Linked DNA regions of Mus musculus: all the other regions are linked to region 2. A link is a contact called in public Hi-C and promoter capture Hi-C data. All regions are on one chromosome and are shown on one strand. The core of a region is the stretch at or near the end of the contact, and the rest is flanking DNA. Distances in the headings are between cores, read along the strand shown. Region 1 overlaps Nrxn3 (neurexin III). Region 2 holds the start of Dio2 (deiodinase, iodothyronine, type II). Region 3 overlaps Nrxn3 (neurexin III). Region 4 overlaps Nrxn3 (neurexin III).

What was found. Promoter capture Hi-C pulls out the DNA fragments that hold promoters and counts their contacts. Hi-C and Micro-C count contacts between places; a contact is called where the count stands out from the background.
Region 1: a contact with region 2 is called in a Hi-C map of cerebellum, with 1.7 times the contacts expected there. The contact joins the enhancer-like site here to the promoter of Dio2 in region 2. A contact is called at or near these places in 9 of 39 promoter capture datasets (the 3T3-L1 cell line, 3T3-L1-derived adipocytes, cranial neural crest and 5 more), 5 of 484 Hi-C or Micro-C datasets (cerebellum, cerebral cortex and uterus) and 1 of 115 datasets of contacts at active chromatin or transcription factors (astrocytes).
Region 3: a promoter capture Hi-C map of liver shows a contact between it and region 2, with 5 times the contacts expected there. The contact joins the enhancer-like site here to the promoter of Dio2 in region 2. A contact is called at or near these places in 8 of 39 promoter capture datasets (the 3T3-L1 cell line, 3T3-L1-derived adipocytes, cranial neural crest and 5 more).
Region 4: a Hi-C map of cerebellar granule neurons shows a contact between it and region 2, with 2.9 times the contacts expected there. The contact joins the enhancer-like site here to the promoter of Dio2 in region 2. A contact is called at or near these places in 15 of 39 promoter capture datasets (the 3T3-L1 cell line, 3T3-L1-derived adipocytes, the HPC-7 cell line and 10 more), 10 of 484 Hi-C or Micro-C datasets (the AtT-20 cell line, LSK cells, cerebellar granule neurons and 5 more) and 2 of 115 datasets of contacts at active chromatin or transcription factors (astrocytes and large pre-B cells).

Annotation. Positions count from the first base shown.
Region 1 is chr12:89,549,489-89,553,189 of GRCm38.p6, forward strand. All of the region lies in intron 14 of Nrxn3 (neurexin III), which reads left to right. Among named protein-coding and RNA genes, the nearest start is that of Gm40537, 580 kb to the left of the region's middle. Within about 2 kb of position 1,978, at least 3 of the 459 cell types and tissues checked have an H3K27ac peak or open chromatin away from gene starts, as enhancers often do. A contact at or near this core is called in cerebellum, where this site is marked.
Region 2 is chr12:90,736,287-90,740,427 of GRCm38.p6, forward strand. It overlaps Dio2 (deiodinase, iodothyronine, type II), which reads right to left and starts at 2,752. Exons shown (of 2, transcript NM_010050.4): 1 at 1,777-2,752. The coding sequence starts at 1,998. Gm26512 (a long non-coding RNA gene) reads left to right here and starts at 1,921. Exons shown (of 5, transcript XR_872906.2): 1 at 1,921-2,014.
Region 3 is chr12:89,528,985-89,533,322 of GRCm38.p6, forward strand. It overlaps Nrxn3 (neurexin III), which reads left to right. Exons shown (of 20, transcript NM_001198587.3): 14 at 3,907-4,026. Among named protein-coding and RNA genes, the nearest start is that of Gm40537, 560 kb to the left of the region's middle. Within about 2 kb of position 2,262, at least 5 of the 459 cell types and tissues checked have an H3K27ac peak or open chromatin away from gene starts, as enhancers often do.
Region 4 is chr12:89,503,085-89,506,858 of GRCm38.p6, forward strand. It overlaps Nrxn3 (neurexin III), which reads left to right. Exons shown (of 20, transcript NM_001198587.3): 10 at 1-53. Among named protein-coding and RNA genes, the nearest start is that of Gm40537, 530 kb to the left of the region's middle. Within about 2 kb of position 2,262, at least 9 of the 459 cell types and tissues checked have an H3K27ac peak or open chromatin away from gene starts, as enhancers often do. A contact at or near this core is called in cerebellar granule neurons, where this site is marked.

The DNA.
Region 1 (3,701 bases), core at 728-3,227, 1.2 Mb before region 2:
CTCAATTGGCTATGAAGCTTTGACAGTATAATGCACAGTACAGAACATTTGGTATAGACAGTTCTCAACATGTGAGTCATGACCCATTTTGGTTTGACATATCAGACACCCTGCATATCACATATTTACATCATGATTCATAATAGTAGCAAAATTAGTTATGGGGTGGCAATAAAATATTTTTATGTTTGGGGGGGTCACCACATAAACAACTATATTAAAGGGTTGTAGCATTAGGAAATTTGAAAACAACTGATATAAAAGATCTTTCACTTTATGGTAGCCAGGAAACATAAAAAAAAAGAAAGAGAAGGATCCCAGTGTCTTCTCCAACATCACAGCCCCCATGATCTAATGTCCTTCCATGAATTTCCACCATTCACCACTTCTCAATGGAGTGTCAGGCAGAGCACCAAATGTCAATGTTTAGAACTTCAGGGAACATCTAAGACCTGAACTGTAATAATGATAATAATGAGATATTAGTTTGGAAGCAAATAGGGGATTGATGTAAATGCTATAATGAGCCAGGCTAGGCACAGTCATTAATTTGTTATGATTATTCATTATTTATACTAGTTACATATATATATATATATAATATATATATATATATTATATATATATATGTGTGTGTGTGTGTGTGTGTGTGTGTGTGTGTGTGTGTGTGTAACTACCTCATTTATCTTACATTTTACATAGAAGTGCATTGTAAGAAGAATACTACATTTCCTAGGATTAGCTAATCAATAACAAAGGTCAACTTTGTCCGGATAGTGTTATATATAATTATGCCTTTCTATCTCCCACTCTCCTTTATGACAGAAGGGAAGGGCCAGAGGAACAGGCTTCTCTTATGTAAGGAGGGGCATGTTAAAGGGATACCTGAGTACTAGAAGAAAAAGGGGATTGGAGGGAAGCCTACAGCAAAATCACAATGCTATATACTAAAGTTTGTGATAAAATTTTAATTCTTGTACTTAATTGTTCATGTTCTTTTCTAAGCAAATACTTTTTTCCTCTAAAAAATGACTTTATATTTAATTATTTCCTCTATCTTTCAAAAATCAAATATATCTCAAATTAGTCCACATAACCAGGGTAATGTGGGCTATATGGTAACCATATGTACCATTTTTATAGACATGAAGTTCAATGTATGCATTTCTTATTTTATCTTTATGTCTGATCTGCTCTGCCCAAGTTCAGTGGGCTATATGGTAACCATATGTACCATTTTTATGGACATGAGGTCCAATGTATGCATTTCTTATTTTATCTTTATGTCTGATGTGCTCTGCCCAAGCTCAGTGTTATGTGGAACAAACAATGTGAACAGGGAAGGATGGTGGGAAACACCAGGGACTTCTTGGAGAACTGAACATTTAATTGTAGTCAAGCAAGGAGGAATCACAGCGGTGGTACCCTATTAAGTGAGATCCACAAGACTCTGGAGGCAAAAGGTTTCAGATGAAAAGAATTGCCCTACTTTTTTTTTCTATGTTGCCGTGATAATATTCCACTGCAAAAACAACTTAAGGAAGAAAAGATTGATTTGGTTCACAATTTCAGTTTACAGTCTATCATCCTTGGGAAACTGGGGCAGCAGTTGATCATATTACATCAGCAATCAAGAACATAGACCAATGAATTGATGTATACATTCTGGTGGTTGACTCCCTTTCTTTATTTTTTATAAAACCACAGGATTCCCTTTATAAGGAATGGAGCTACCCACAGTGGCCATGCCTTCTATCTTCACTAAAATAATCAGGATAGTTTCCCAGAGATATGCCTACAGGAAATCTAGCCCAGACAATCCATCAATTAGACTCTTTTGGCCGGTGATTCTAGATTGTATCAAGTTGACAAAATTAACCATCACAAGTACTAAGGGATGATTTTGCACAAGGGTATGAGTTGATCAAGACCTGGCTTAGAAGAATTGCTGGCAGTGTGTGAGCGGCAGCTGAACATAGAATAAGCTGTGTGGAGAGTAAACATCACTCATCTGCTCAGGGCAAAGAGCCAAAGCCTGGCTCAGTTTGTGAAAGAGTGGATTGAATGAAAGTTTCAAAGAACATTGAGTGAAGCCAGGAAAAGCAATAGGAGGAGCCTACAGGCTAAAGGGCATTTTGACACTAGGATTTTGACACTGTAAGCTTTAGGTCTAGTCTCAAGTTAAAAAAAATATCAAGCCACCCAAAGGCTGATAGTAAAGTCTAATAATCAAAGGATTGGTAGGATGGCTAAAATGTAATAAATATATTCCATTTATAAACTTGAAGATCTGATTATTGTTCCTTTTTTATTTTATATATGCTTGGATTTATAATTAATAGATCTTATACGTTAAAGAAATCTACATATAGGCACTAAACACCTTTTTGTGTTACTCGGACAGCTCATAAATTCCAGCTACGTGTTGGACTTAGAGGTATCAGATAATGTTTGCTGTATGATTTCTAGTAAAATGAATTGTGAATTCTCTGATTGAAATATAATTTTAATATCCTTTACTGTGTATGGCTGAGAAAAGTTCATTCCAAGTTCATTTTTTTCTCCCTGATGTGAACTAAGTTCTGCTACTGTTGCCCGGCTCTAGGCAATTATCATGAAGAAATTCCAGGGAGCCCAGAGGACCTTTCCTTCAAATACCTGTTCACCTAGAGTGCTTGAGGCATTCAATACTATTAGTTCCTGCATCCCTTTGAAATATGTACATTATTTCATCTTTATGGGAACACAGTTTTGACCCTTGGAGTGTATAGATAATCTCCCCTGCAGTATAAGAAAATTTTGACCTTAAGCAAATATTATAGAATTCTGGACCCCCAAATTTTATGTAGCAAAGGCTTGAGGGATGTGTACTCTCATTTTAGGTTTCTCGCTTTCTACTCCTTCTTCCCTTTAACTGCAATTTCCAGTTGGCTGTAAGAATTCTCAAGACATCAGTACTACATTTTCTTGCACCGTATTCTCATAATTTTGTGAGAGCTTGTGCACACTGAAACGCAAAGCTCCGGTTCCTTACTATACCTTTTGCTCACAGTTGACCTGGGTCATCTTTGCTGTCAGTTGCTTGTATTGGGCTTAAGCTTTCAGGTGGAATGATGCTAATACAGGTCAGTTCTGTTCCATCCAGGGGATTATGTCCCATCAGGCAGCCTTGGCATTCCCCTTTGTTAAAGAACAACAGAAGGCAAGATAAAGTGTTTGATGATTGGATTAAGGGGGATGAACTTATAAATTGTGGTCATCTACCCCCTCACCCCCCGAGAAGGTAGGCATAAGGTAAAGTATGATTTGCTTCTGTGTTAATCCTATGATTTTCTGGTCCCATGGCTTAGAAAGTTGAGGATTTGTCAAGTGGCTAAAGAAGGACAACCCAAGGTTACATAGATTCGATGAGTTTGTTTAGAAGTTCAGAAAATAAACCCTACCACTTTTAGATATCTGCATAAGGAAGTATGTTTCAATATTTTGGGGTCTCAAGAAAAAAACTATTTCTCTTTAAGAAATTAAAAAATATTCCTATGAATTAATCTATTATACTCTGTCACCCAAATTAAAATAGCCATACTATTTTTTTTTAAAAATCATGACTTAATTTTAAGATAATGAGGAAGTTCAAGTATACAGAAATTAAAGAAAATCGTCTTTGCCATGGTAGTAAGTGTAAATGTTTTGTTTTATTTAAT
Region 2 (4,141 bases), core at 1,502-4,001:
AGATAATATTTATATTCTGGACTTATACACATGGGTAAAATTCTTCAAAAATCACCTTTAAGTTTTTCCTAGTGAACGTCCATCATCTTTCAAAAATCAGGCATTTAATGTACTGAGAATAAACCCGTAACCCTCCATATTATCTAAGACATAGATATGCTTGAGGGGATTGACAAATCAATAATATTTTAATATGCAGCTACAACACCCCATTCCTCTAAACTCCTGACACCTAAATCATACATACAAATGTCACATCCTGCGTGCACATCTGTGGGGATGGCAGGATCTCTGGGTATCTCCATGGCCATACATTTCACTTACAGGTATGACATAACTGAGTCTCCAGGCATCCACCTCTATCCTGACGAGGGCATTCCTTGCTAAGAGGAGGCTTGACTTGTCATTCAATGCTCCCTCCACAGAGCATGACAGGCCCTTCTTTAGGTTCTTTGCAATAATGCCAGGAATCACACGTTAGTGCCTGAAGAAAACCATACTTTTCTTCCTCAACATTTGCTTTCCAGTGAAACACCCTGCCCAGATTCTTTATCCCTCCCCCTCTCCCCGCCCCCTGCACCTGGATTTATTTTTTCCACTGTTTACTGGGGAAGGACTCCTTCCCTTCCTCCTCTGCTGTTCGGAGTTCCCATCATGATGCTCACCCTTCCACCTGCCCCAAGAGCAGCACTCGATTGAACGTCTGGCTTCGCTACTCCTCCAAACTCCCTTCTCTGACAAGCTCTTTCAGTACTGCTAGGAACACATTTCCTCTTTTTATAGAAACTTATTTCGTCCACATGAATTCATTCTTTCTAATACCCAGGATGGTTCAGAAGCCTAAGGGATGGACGACCGTACAAAAGTATTCATCCCACTTTACCCTGACTGATATGGTTTGAAAATGTTCCTCTAAACATGTCCTGGCAGCAGAAAGGCTGGAATACCGGAAGTTTTCGCATCCATGCATCAATCACTCACCCCAGTGTTTCAAAAGCTGATGGGAATACACTGTCCCCAGGTAAGGGAGGTCACCTCTCTAATGTCCAAGGCCTGACATAGGAATGCATTATAGACCCATCACTTCTTTGTATGGGAATTTATTTGTAGATTCGGTCTCACACACAAAGTCTGGGTTTCTGACAACCTATCCCTAGATCTTTCTTTTGCAAACTGACACTTAGTAACGAGGAGTCCACACATTCCAACTAAGTAGGTGGTCATGCTCAGCTTGCTTTCATTTGTTCTTAACTCCCTAAGAAATGGAGGGGCTATAGTGAGGTCACAGCCATCGTCATCATCATTATCATCATCACCACCACCACCATCATCCTCATCCAACTCTGACCATTTCAGCAGAAAGAAAACACTATTCAAACCTTCTCCTACATATCACACATGTAAAGCAAAGCAGCAGAAACCAGCTCATATCAAGGGCAGAACAAATACAGCAAGTTCCAAGCCCCCCTCCCAGAACTCTGATTTTACCTACAGTTATTTTATACCAGCACAAACCCCTTCAACTGCCAATTCAGTGCAAAGTAACAGCAGCCCTCATTAAAGACTCCTACTGAAGTCACCAAGAGTCCCCGTGGCTCCGTGTCTGTCACTCCCAAATCTAACCTGTGCAACAGGTGTCCCAAGTGGCACTGAGACTCCGTGGAACATAGTCACTGGAGAGGACACCCCAAGTAGGACTCCCCAGAGCCAGCAGCCCCACACCTTCCACACCCCTAGCCCTTGCGACCCAGGAGAAGCTCAGTGGCTGCAGCTCACCTGTTTGTAGGCATCTAGGAGGAAGCTGTTCCAGACACAGCGCAGCCCTTCTGAGGTCAGCATGCGCCTCCACTCTCCGCGAGTGGACTTGGAGCGGCTCAGAAGCAACGCCACGTGCTTGAGCAGAATGACCGAGTCATAGAGCGCCAGGAAGAGGCAGTTGGAGAAAAAGACTGGCAGGATCTGCAGGGTGATCAGCAAGTCTACGCTGAGGAGTCCCATCTTCTCTGCCTCCTCGGTCAGTCTCCTGGGCACTCTGCTTCCCCAGTCACCTTCTTTTTGCAAAGGAAGGTGGTGGTAGAGAAGTGGGGGACCAAGGGGAAGGTTGGGAGGGGGGTGAGGGAGAGGGAGAAAAGCTAAATTAGAAGAAATCCCAACTTGTCTCTTCTTTGAAAGAAGCAGAAATGGAAAGACCAGGTTCAGGCTCTGCAGCCCAGCAGTTGGAGTGTACCCATCAATTCATTCAATTCCGAGATGCATTTTTTTCCAGGATTTAAGATGGTTTAAAAAAAAAAAAAAGGCACCACCACCAGCAACAACAACAACAAAAACCCTGGCGTGCCAGTCCCTAATCCAGTTTACCCCTGTCAGAGTCCGTTAAAGACAGGAAGTTCTACTTTCATTTCCAGGCACCTATGAGACTGCAGAGATGGTAAAAATTTTCTTTTAGCTTTTCATGTTCCTTTAAACGCTGTCTGGCTTCTTGCACTGCCAATTTCTTAACTGTGCTGTAAGGGTAGGGGTTGTTTGGTTTGTTTGGGGTTTTTTTCTTTCTTTCTTTCTTTTTTTCTTTCTTTCTTTCGCTCTGTCTTTACTCCGTTGTAAACATACTTTCTGTTCTCCTCCTCCCAGCCTGTCTCCCTCTGCCTGTCCTTTCTCCAGGTTCTCCAGGAGCGGCTGTCCTCTGCCCCCTCCCTCTGGCGTTTCCCTCTTTGCTATCTTCTGCCTCCGCTGGCTGCAGAGTGCCTCTCTCTGCAGCTAGTGAGTCTCCCTGAAGCCTTTTATACATTCCCTGGCTAATTGCTGCAATAGAGAAATGAAAGCCTAATCTTGCTAAAGATCTTGACGTCATTGAGAAAGAGGGCTTACTTTGGCCAGGAGTGCAGTGAGCAGAAAGGCAAAACTCTACAACTTTTTTAAAAGGAGAGGTGGGGGAGACAGAAGGATTTTGCTTTGTGCTTTAAAGGGAGAGAAAGAAAAAACGATGTTACCTTTGACAAGTCTCAAGAAATGCTTCCAAACTTAAAGAAAAGTAATTTGTAGACTAATATGTTAACACTTTCCTCTGATTATCATTTTTATTAACTTAGGAATTTTGGCAAGAAAGCTTCCTGGCAGGCAGGTAGAAAAGCGAAAGCGTGAACATGGGTGCTCTCTGCTCCATTAAAAAGAAAAAATAAAGCTATTAATGCTCCCGTGTGGGCGTTACACCTTTACACAGGATTGGTTTTTTTCTCACCCGATCTCATTCCTGGGTGTTATGAATATATTTTCAGTAATGATCTTATCAGAGGGAATAGAAAGTGAATTTTGAGTTGGAAATTTTATAAACTATTTGAGACCACCATGGTATATCTTTAAAGATTATTCCCAAACTGAATTCAAGTATTATTTTTGGTTTTACTAAAGCTTCGATATTACAACAACAACAACAATAACAACTAACCTTCCAGCCATGGAAGGAGCTGCTGAGTGACCAACTCTTTCAGTGTCATTTCCCTACAACACTGATAAAATACTATTTCCATTCATTGGCATTTAGATCCCAGGAGACTGAGAAATTGATTATTTATGAGAATCTCTTAAATTCAGCCTTTAATAGTCCAGAAGCTTTAGGGAGCCATTTAGTTTGCTTGGAGGAGAAGATTAAAAGAAAGTAAAAAGGCTATAGGTAGTTAGGGGCTATATAGGTAGTAAGGGGCTATATAGATGGTAGGGGTTGTAAGTGGCTAGGGGCTGTAAGTGGTTAGGAATAGAAACAAACCAAGAATTAACACCAGGTGCCCCTTGGGCCTCAGTGGACTCTCTTGCCTTTTAGTTCCCAGGACAGTTATTTAAACAGATAGAACCTGGCAGTGAGTTTCCACCCCTACCTCCTTCTACGTTTCCTCCCTCTCTTACCTAACAGATCACTTCTAGGAGTGACATTTTTCTGAGAGTAGTAGTGACAATTATAGACACTGGAGTGGAAACATAAATTGAAATTGAAAGTCAATTTGTTGAGTTTTCTATGTTCACAGAGCTCCTGTCAAGCTCGAGCTGAACAGTAGATGCAAACAGGTGGTCAGTCCCTTGAGCTTCTATATCTTGCCCCCGGTCTCCAACTCTGTATTGACAGGACTGTAAAGCCTAAACAGAGGTCATT
Region 3 (4,338 bases), core at 1,012-3,511, 1.2 Mb before region 2:
TTGGAATACCCAAGATACAGTTCACAAACCACATAAAACTCAAGAGGAAGGAAGACCAAAGTGTGGATACTTCGAACCTTCTTAGAAGGGGGAACAAAACACCCATGGAAGGAGTTACAGAGACAAAGTGTGGCATAGAGACTGAAGAAATAACCATCCAGAGACTGACCCACCTGGGGATCCATCCCATATACAATCACCAAATACAGACACTGTTGTGGGTGCCAACAAGTGTTTGCTGACAGGAGCCTGATATAGCTGTCTCCTGAGAGGCTCTACCAGTGCCTAACAAATACAGAAGTGGATGCTCAGAGTCATCCATTGGACTAAGCATATGGTCCCCAGTGAAGGAGCTAGAGAAAGGACCTAAGGAGCTGAAGGGTTTGCAGCCCCATAGGAGGAACAACAATATGAATTAACCAGTACCCCCAGAGCTCCCAGGGACTAAACCACTAACCAAAGAGTACACATGGGGGGAATCCATGGCTCTAGCTGCATATGTAGCAGAGGATGGTCTAGTGGGACATCAATGGGAGGAACGATCCTTGGCCTTGTAAGGCTCTATGCCCCAGTGTGGGGAAATGCCAGGGCCAAGAAGTGGGAGTGGGTGGGTTGGTGAGCAGGGAGAGGGGGAGGGGGAAAGGGGCGAGAATAGGGGATGGGGGAGGGTGTTTTTTGGAGGGGAAAGCAAGAACAGGGATAACATTTGAAATGTAAATAAAGAAAATATCCAATAAAATACAGTTTACAAAGAAGATAAACCCAGGGAAAGCCCCCCCCCAAAAAAAAAAGAAAGAAAGAAGAGAAGGGAAGGGAAGAGAAGAGAAGAGAAGAGAAGAGAAGAGAAGAGAAGAGAAGAGAAGAGAAGAGAAGAGAAGAGAAGAGAAGAGAAGAGAAAAGAAGAGAAACAAGAGAAACACCTGGAGAGCCTGTTACAACTCAGATTCCTGATCTAGCCCCCAAGCAGTAGGGCTACCTGGAGCCTGGAGATGTACTTGGCTCACAAGCTTTGGGATGATGCTCATGTCATAAGACAGGGCCAAAAAGGGGGAGTGGGTGGGTAGGGGATTCGGGGGGGGGGTTATGGGGGACTTTTGGTATAGCATTGGAAATGTAAATGAGCTAAATACCTAATAAAAAATGGAAAAAAAAAAGACAGTGATAACAGTCTGAATATCAGCATGTTAGAGAGGTGGGAAGGATACTGTTACACAGTGATCTGGGGACAGATGGTAGGTAGTGTAACAGGGATAGGAGGCAAGAGACTCGTGATGAAAACCTTGAAATGAGCTCCATGTTTAGTTGTGAACTGATGTGAAGTCATTGAACATACAGCTGGATAGTGATAATGCAGCAGTCATGGGGTTTACCCTTATGGGATAAGGAATAGCTTAGAAGAATTTGGAAATGGTCTGTAATTCCCTCTCTGATTCCTGAGCAACCGTTTAATGGATAAGACTTAGTCTGTTCTCTTTGCAGACTAAAGTCTCACTTTATCATTAAGGATTTAAAAGTATGAGATAAAGGAAACTCATGAACCTAGCAGTTCATGTCAGCTAGTCACATATGGAAACACTTTGTTTGAATGCATGTATTCCTAATGCAGAAAGAACCTCCCCAAAGCAAAATACACGACTTCTAAAAAGTGTGCACCAACTAGTCTTTTAATAACAAATATTTTAAAACAGATACATAAAAAGTAGAAAATAGTAGAATGCATAATAAAATTCAAATTGTCACATGGAGACATTAATGCTGCAGATAATAAGTGTGTGGCCACAAAGAAGGAGAAGAATCCTGCATGTAGTTATTGAAGAATGTTTGATCTGGGGGGGGGGGGAGGGCAATGTGCAGACTGGTCTTTTAAAATGGCTAAACTATGGCCGTTAGAGGGGAGGAGAATGGCTTTTCTCCAGCTTCAGTAACCATGCAAAGAATTGCTGTGTTTTCTCAAAGTTTTTGCGTTTCAAGGGGAAGCCTTCCATGTGTTTCTGATTCTTGAGCACAGTTGAATTACTAGTCCATTGTCTGGTGAGAGCTGTTTGGCTAGGGAGCCCTGTGGCTTTCTCAGACACTTTTATCCTTTGAAAGAAGCTGTCCTGATTTGCCATTGTTAATGAAACTTGCAGGACACAATGCTCAAGTTTAAGACCCACTGAGAACATGACCATGTCCCTCCTTTCATCTCCACATGGGGGAACCACACAGCAAATAGGAGCTGCAGAAGCCCAGCAGTGGCGCTGTTCCCTCAGCGTTAGTAATTGGCTTGAACTTTCTTATGTCATATCCTAATAGCTTTGTCTCATGATTGATGGCTTGCTCTGCTTCCACCCTTCATGAATAAATACAAAATGTCTTGCCACCTAGAAGTTGAACTCTCTCTCTCCTAGTTTATCTATCTTGAACACCCTGCCTGGTCACATTTAGTATTCTGTGCCTGTGTGAAGCTTAGCTTGGAAAATGCAAAAGATGCAGTAATAATAAATATTTTTTAAATAAATAAATATATTTTCTTCACTCTGTCAAGTGCTTTTATGCATTGATTCGTAACTAATACATTGGCTGAGCCATAGTGGCCATCTCCTTTGCTGAGAATCTTGGGGAATCTGGACTAATCCTGAATTTTACACTATTTTTTTTTGTTAGCTCAGATATTACTATTTATATTTACCCCTAGGTCAAAGTATAACTTAAGAATGAAAAGAGAATGGTTAAAGATTGGTTTCAGACTAACTAAAAAGATTGATATTAATGGCTGTCTGTAGGGATGAGATTGCAAATCTTGTATAATATTCTTTTTTACTCCCGTCTGGAAAATAAATAGATTCCTAGAATGCCTTGGAAGTGGATATACTGGCTTATAAATTATGTACATGCACCACTATATTTAGATAGGTAAAGACACATAAAAATAGAAATGATAATGAAAGAAAATTACCCAGGATTTACTAGTTTCTCCTTACAGCAAAATAATTCTTTTGCATCTTCTGGTCTAGAAACACCCCAGGGGCGGGCACACCTTATCATGTATATTAAATCTCTAAATAACAGTGTGGCATAGTGTGGTAGCTTTCAAAGCGTGGGCTGCATTAGAATTGTTGAAGGTTATGCAGATGGATTTCTGTCTCCTTCAAAGTTTCCAGTTTAATAGATTAAGGGTGGGCTCCAAGAATTTGTAGTTCTACCAATACTCGATGACTGTTCTAAGGACTGCACTCTGGGAATCTGGTGAAGAGGTAGTCTCCATATTTATCTCTCTAAAATAGGCATTAGCATTCCTAGAGAAAGTTGGGGCCTTGGGTAAATTGGTTTAATACTATAAATCTATGGAATGGAGTTTAATCATAATTACCTATTTGAGCTTCTCGGGGGACTTAATAACACAATTTACATAAATTGTTTAACACCTATAGGACACAGCACACTTGAGCTAATTTTCCCTCCTTTTCCTTTCTACTCATAATTGCAGCATTACAGAATGGATTTAGGGGCCTTTAGTTTTGGAATAAAACATTGTACATTATTTCTTTAGAATTATGAGAACAATTTTTCTCTACTTTAGCATTATTCAAGTACAAATCCATGCTCCAAATAAGGTGTCTTTCTTGTTGAATGTTAGAACATGAAACTTTTATGCAAAGTCTACCTAAAGGAGAACATGCGTTCAGCCCTCTCCCTTTCCTGTGTAATCATTGATGGTGTGTGGCCAACTATGTATTTCTGTCATACTTGGTATATACTGAATTCTGTTGCATGTGATGGAGTTGATATTTTTTGATGGTTGTGTTTTTGACCGTGTTGGGGCATGGTGGTGGTAGATTTAGGTGATGTCTTAGTTGATTATTTGTTAATGTTTGTTCTTTCCTTCTTTCTCACCCCACACCCTCCACTTTTGTGCACTACCAGGACCCAGTACAACCTGTCAGGAGGATTCATGCGCCAACCAGGGAGTTTGCATGCAGCAGTGGGAAGGTTTCACCTGTGACTGCTCCATGACATCATATTCTGGAAACCAGTGCAATGACCGTGAGTGTACACTTTCTGTCCTAGGGATAATTTCAAGTGGCTCTGAGAAATCTTAAGGGGGAATGTAGAAAATAATGGTGTACATAACTGTCCTTCATATATAAAAATGTATAATTACTAAGTATGACACACAGAGTATATTTAGTTTATGTTGAAGGTGCCTATGATTATTACTTTGTTCTTTTAGTGCTGCAGCAGGTACATTGATTGATTTAGGTCTAAGAAAGGCCTGGTTTCATGGGTGTGACCCAATGCTTCTACTGAAGATGTTTCAGTATCTTGAGTATCTATCACTTGTCACCTTGTTCCTCT
Region 4 (3,774 bases), core at 1,012-3,511, 1.2 Mb before region 2:
AGTGCGGAGAGGAAAAAGCCTTAAGCTAACAGTGGATGATGATGTGGCTGAGGGTAAGTGCAACTATGACAGGCTTTGCCTCTGCTTTACTGTCTTCTCTGACTTCCTCTTCTGAAACTTCTTTTTGGTTAAATAGAAGTCACAAAGCCTGCTCTTTGGACAAGAACAGGCAAGGCTAAGCATTGGCCCTTCCTCTGAATTTCACAATCTTTCTTCTTCAGCTTGTAGTAGACAGCTAGTCCCTTGTTGTAATATCATTCTCACCAGGCTCTATCTTTGATAGAGTCATGCCCAGAGAACAGGGGTAGAGCTGTATAAATCCTTCTATAATTAATAATTAAATATCCCTGATTAGTCACCCTCCATGTGTCTGTTCTTTCTACCAGCAAATGCATTACTCTTTTTAAGAAAATGGAGTGTCCAAAAATATAGAATTTCATAGGGAATATAATTAATATTGAAGAGTATGCTGTAGGAGGGGCTGGACATGTTTGACTTAATGGGCTGTTCATTTATTTAATTTTTATTCACTAAGTACCTACTGTATATCAAGCATTGTTATGGGAAGAACTGAACATATAGTGATGGCCAAATAGACAGATTCTCTGCAGAATGGAATCTGTATTTAGGAAGGCAATGTGTAAATGAATAAATTCATATGTATGTAAAAGAGTTCTGAGAGTCTCATACAAAGTGCAAGTGCTTCCTGCCAGCACACTATATGTTAGCAATATGCTCAAAGAGTGGAAGATAAAAGGTACACAAAAATTACCCATCTCCTATTATTAAACCAATAGAGTAGATTAGAAAATAGTATTTGAAAATGTTAAGATTACATCTTCAGATTCTGGTGTAGGTGGTGGGCTTATAATTGTCAGTCATATGAAAAAGCAACCAATTGTGGTTCAAAAATTAAGACTGGCAAAAGAAGGTAACCTCTCTTTCAGAATTTGATGGATAATTGTAATTAGTCAGGTGATGATCCTGAGTCTGCAGCCTAGCATCCAAGCACACATTATGCTGAAATCATATCCATATAAGGAAATAAACTCGAGGCAGCATGGGGCAATTACATGGAACTCTACTGGCATCTGAGCTGGCCTCTGATCTAGCCTTGACATTAACTCCCTGCAGGATGTTTAGGAAGCCACTTGCTATTCCTGACCCTTGTCTAATACAGGCTGCAGTCACAGCTGTCGCCCCCAGTGCCTCCTGTGAAGAGCAAGACAGTTGGACAGTCAGAATCCTAGGGTTTAATACAATCAGTGCCAGTAAATGGTTTTATGCCTTCGGGATAGATATACAAAATCTCATTTTCTTCAATTCCCCATCTTTCAATGTGAACTTCTGTTATTTTTAAGGCCCTTTCCATCATAAATGTTATGTGATAGTGAGTCCTAAACTTTAATTGATGAGTCTGATCTTTATTACCTCTGTAATTTAAGTGTAATTTTAGTGGAGTATAGTGTGTGTGTGTGTGTGTGTGTGTGTGTGTAGAGACAGAGACAGAGACACAGAGAGACAGAAATGGAGAGACAGAGACAGATCAATCTACATGGAGGAAAACACACAGCATATATCCATTTAGCATTGGATGTTGCGATAGCTGTTTTACAAGTATCAATTCATTTAATCCCCAATAATTCAATATTCTTTCAAAATAAATGTTCCTATTGTCACTTTACTGAAGAGGAATGGGATATTAGAGCTGTGTAATTAAGCTTCAAATTCACATCTGTGTGATTCCAAAGAAGGAAGCAGTTTGCTGCACTTTGCAATCCATCAAAAGAAAATGATTTCTCTTCCAGTGCAGGCAAACTATAGGGAAGTGAGGAAGGGCGAGGTGGGGAATACATTTCAGGATGTCTACCGTGGTACTTTGTCTCTTCCCTCCTAGAAAAGAAGGTATGCAGAGTCATACCAATTATCCCATATCCAATTCCACAGAGACCCAAATCAGTCTTTGGAAATAGCATCTGACCTACAGACCATCAGAGTAGCTTAATGGTATAAAATTAATGTAGAAAATGAGATGAAAGAAAAAAAAAAGATTATGTTGTTTAGAAGCCACTTTCAATCTCCATTAATTATTCAAGCTGTCCCCATGAGCTGTGAGGTCAAACAGGGGCCTGCAAATGCTATGGTGGTGAGTAGCACTAATTCTTTTGGATTTGGCTGGTTAAAATCCCAGAAAGGCACAATTTACAGCATGTTGTGAATAGAGGCCACTAGGTGGCACTCTCACCCCAATCTCGCTTAGCAGTGTGTGCCTTTCATTTTCCTGGAAAAACACAAAGAACACAAAGATTTGCAGAACTAAGGGTACAATAATCCCTTGCCTTGATCATTGTTCTTTTATAGAACCTTTGGAATAAAGGCAATTACATGCTGTGCTTTCTGTTAGTCCCAACAATTAGAACACAGGGCTAAAGCGTGGAATGTCCAAGCCATCTAGTAATTTTATTTGAAATTAATAAATCCTTTCACTTTCTGCCATACCTCCTACCTCAATGCTGGTGGCAGGCAGCAGCTACAAAGAAGAAAGGAATTTGGGAGAGGTAGAGAGTTAGTGTCTTTGTCTGGTATTTTTGTTGTTGTTGATGTTTTTTTTTTTTTCTTTTTTTTCTTTTTTTTTTCAAACAGTGAAAGCAGGTTTGGGAATTTACTTTTAATTTAGAGAATTCGTTAAACCAGGTTGTGAATCTAAAATATACATAGACCCCCAAGTTATAAATGGTGCCTTACTGGCTTACTTAGTAATCCCTTTCATGCCATCGAAGGTCCCCCAGTGTGACAAATTTCTAACTAGTCTACACAAATGACAGAGAGTAGGCCAGGCTCACATGTTACCAAAGGCCAGGAAAGAATTAGTTTCCAACCTGGTGTTTTTCACTTATTATCATATAATTATATTCTTAGAAAAGTATTAAGTTCAGTTGACAGTTAATAAGGCTTGATTGATTGACTGGGCTGGATTTCTATTATGAATAACAAATTAAAAGAATGCCTTTCTTGGTTTACACTCCTCAGAGCAGCGACCTGATGTGCTAAAACCACACACTTGGCATGGAACTTCTCGCTAGTGTAAAAACTCACCCCACTTCTGCCCAGTTGACTTCTCTCTTCTCCACCTACACTTTAATTTGTCAAAGATTCCAAGAAATCATATTATACAGGTTAATAAAAGTTGATAAAGTGAGCATAGGAAAGCTTTGGTCAAATGAAGCTCTTCATTACAAGATTCATGGGGCCCCTTTGATAAGCTAATGCACATTGCTGTTCACCAATAATTAGATATGCATCAATTGCTTTAGATTATTTTTAAGAATAAGGTATTTTATGATATGGCATGCTTTTAAAATGTGCTGAACACCTGATGGAAAATGTTTAGATCAAGTGAGGCTGGAGAATTGTGACATAAATGTGAAAATTCCCCAACTGGGCCTTTTTAAGTCCTCCTTTTCTTCATATTCTCATGTGTTTGGAAGTCATGGGCAATCTAATGCTTTCTCCTGGCATTTCCCAATATTATTATTACTAACATAATTATTATCATTACTATTATTATTTGGCTAAGCTTGGACTGTTGGCCCAGATTCACACATACACACAAAATTGGTCCTACAAATTCTGACCTTCGAGTTGACATCTCAAATATGAGCCCACTGCATGTTATCCCACTCTACCACTTATACTTGCTGAACTCAGCCTCTGCTGTATGCCATTGGACATCCAGAAGGCACTAGAATGGTCCATGTATAAGAAGACATTGCT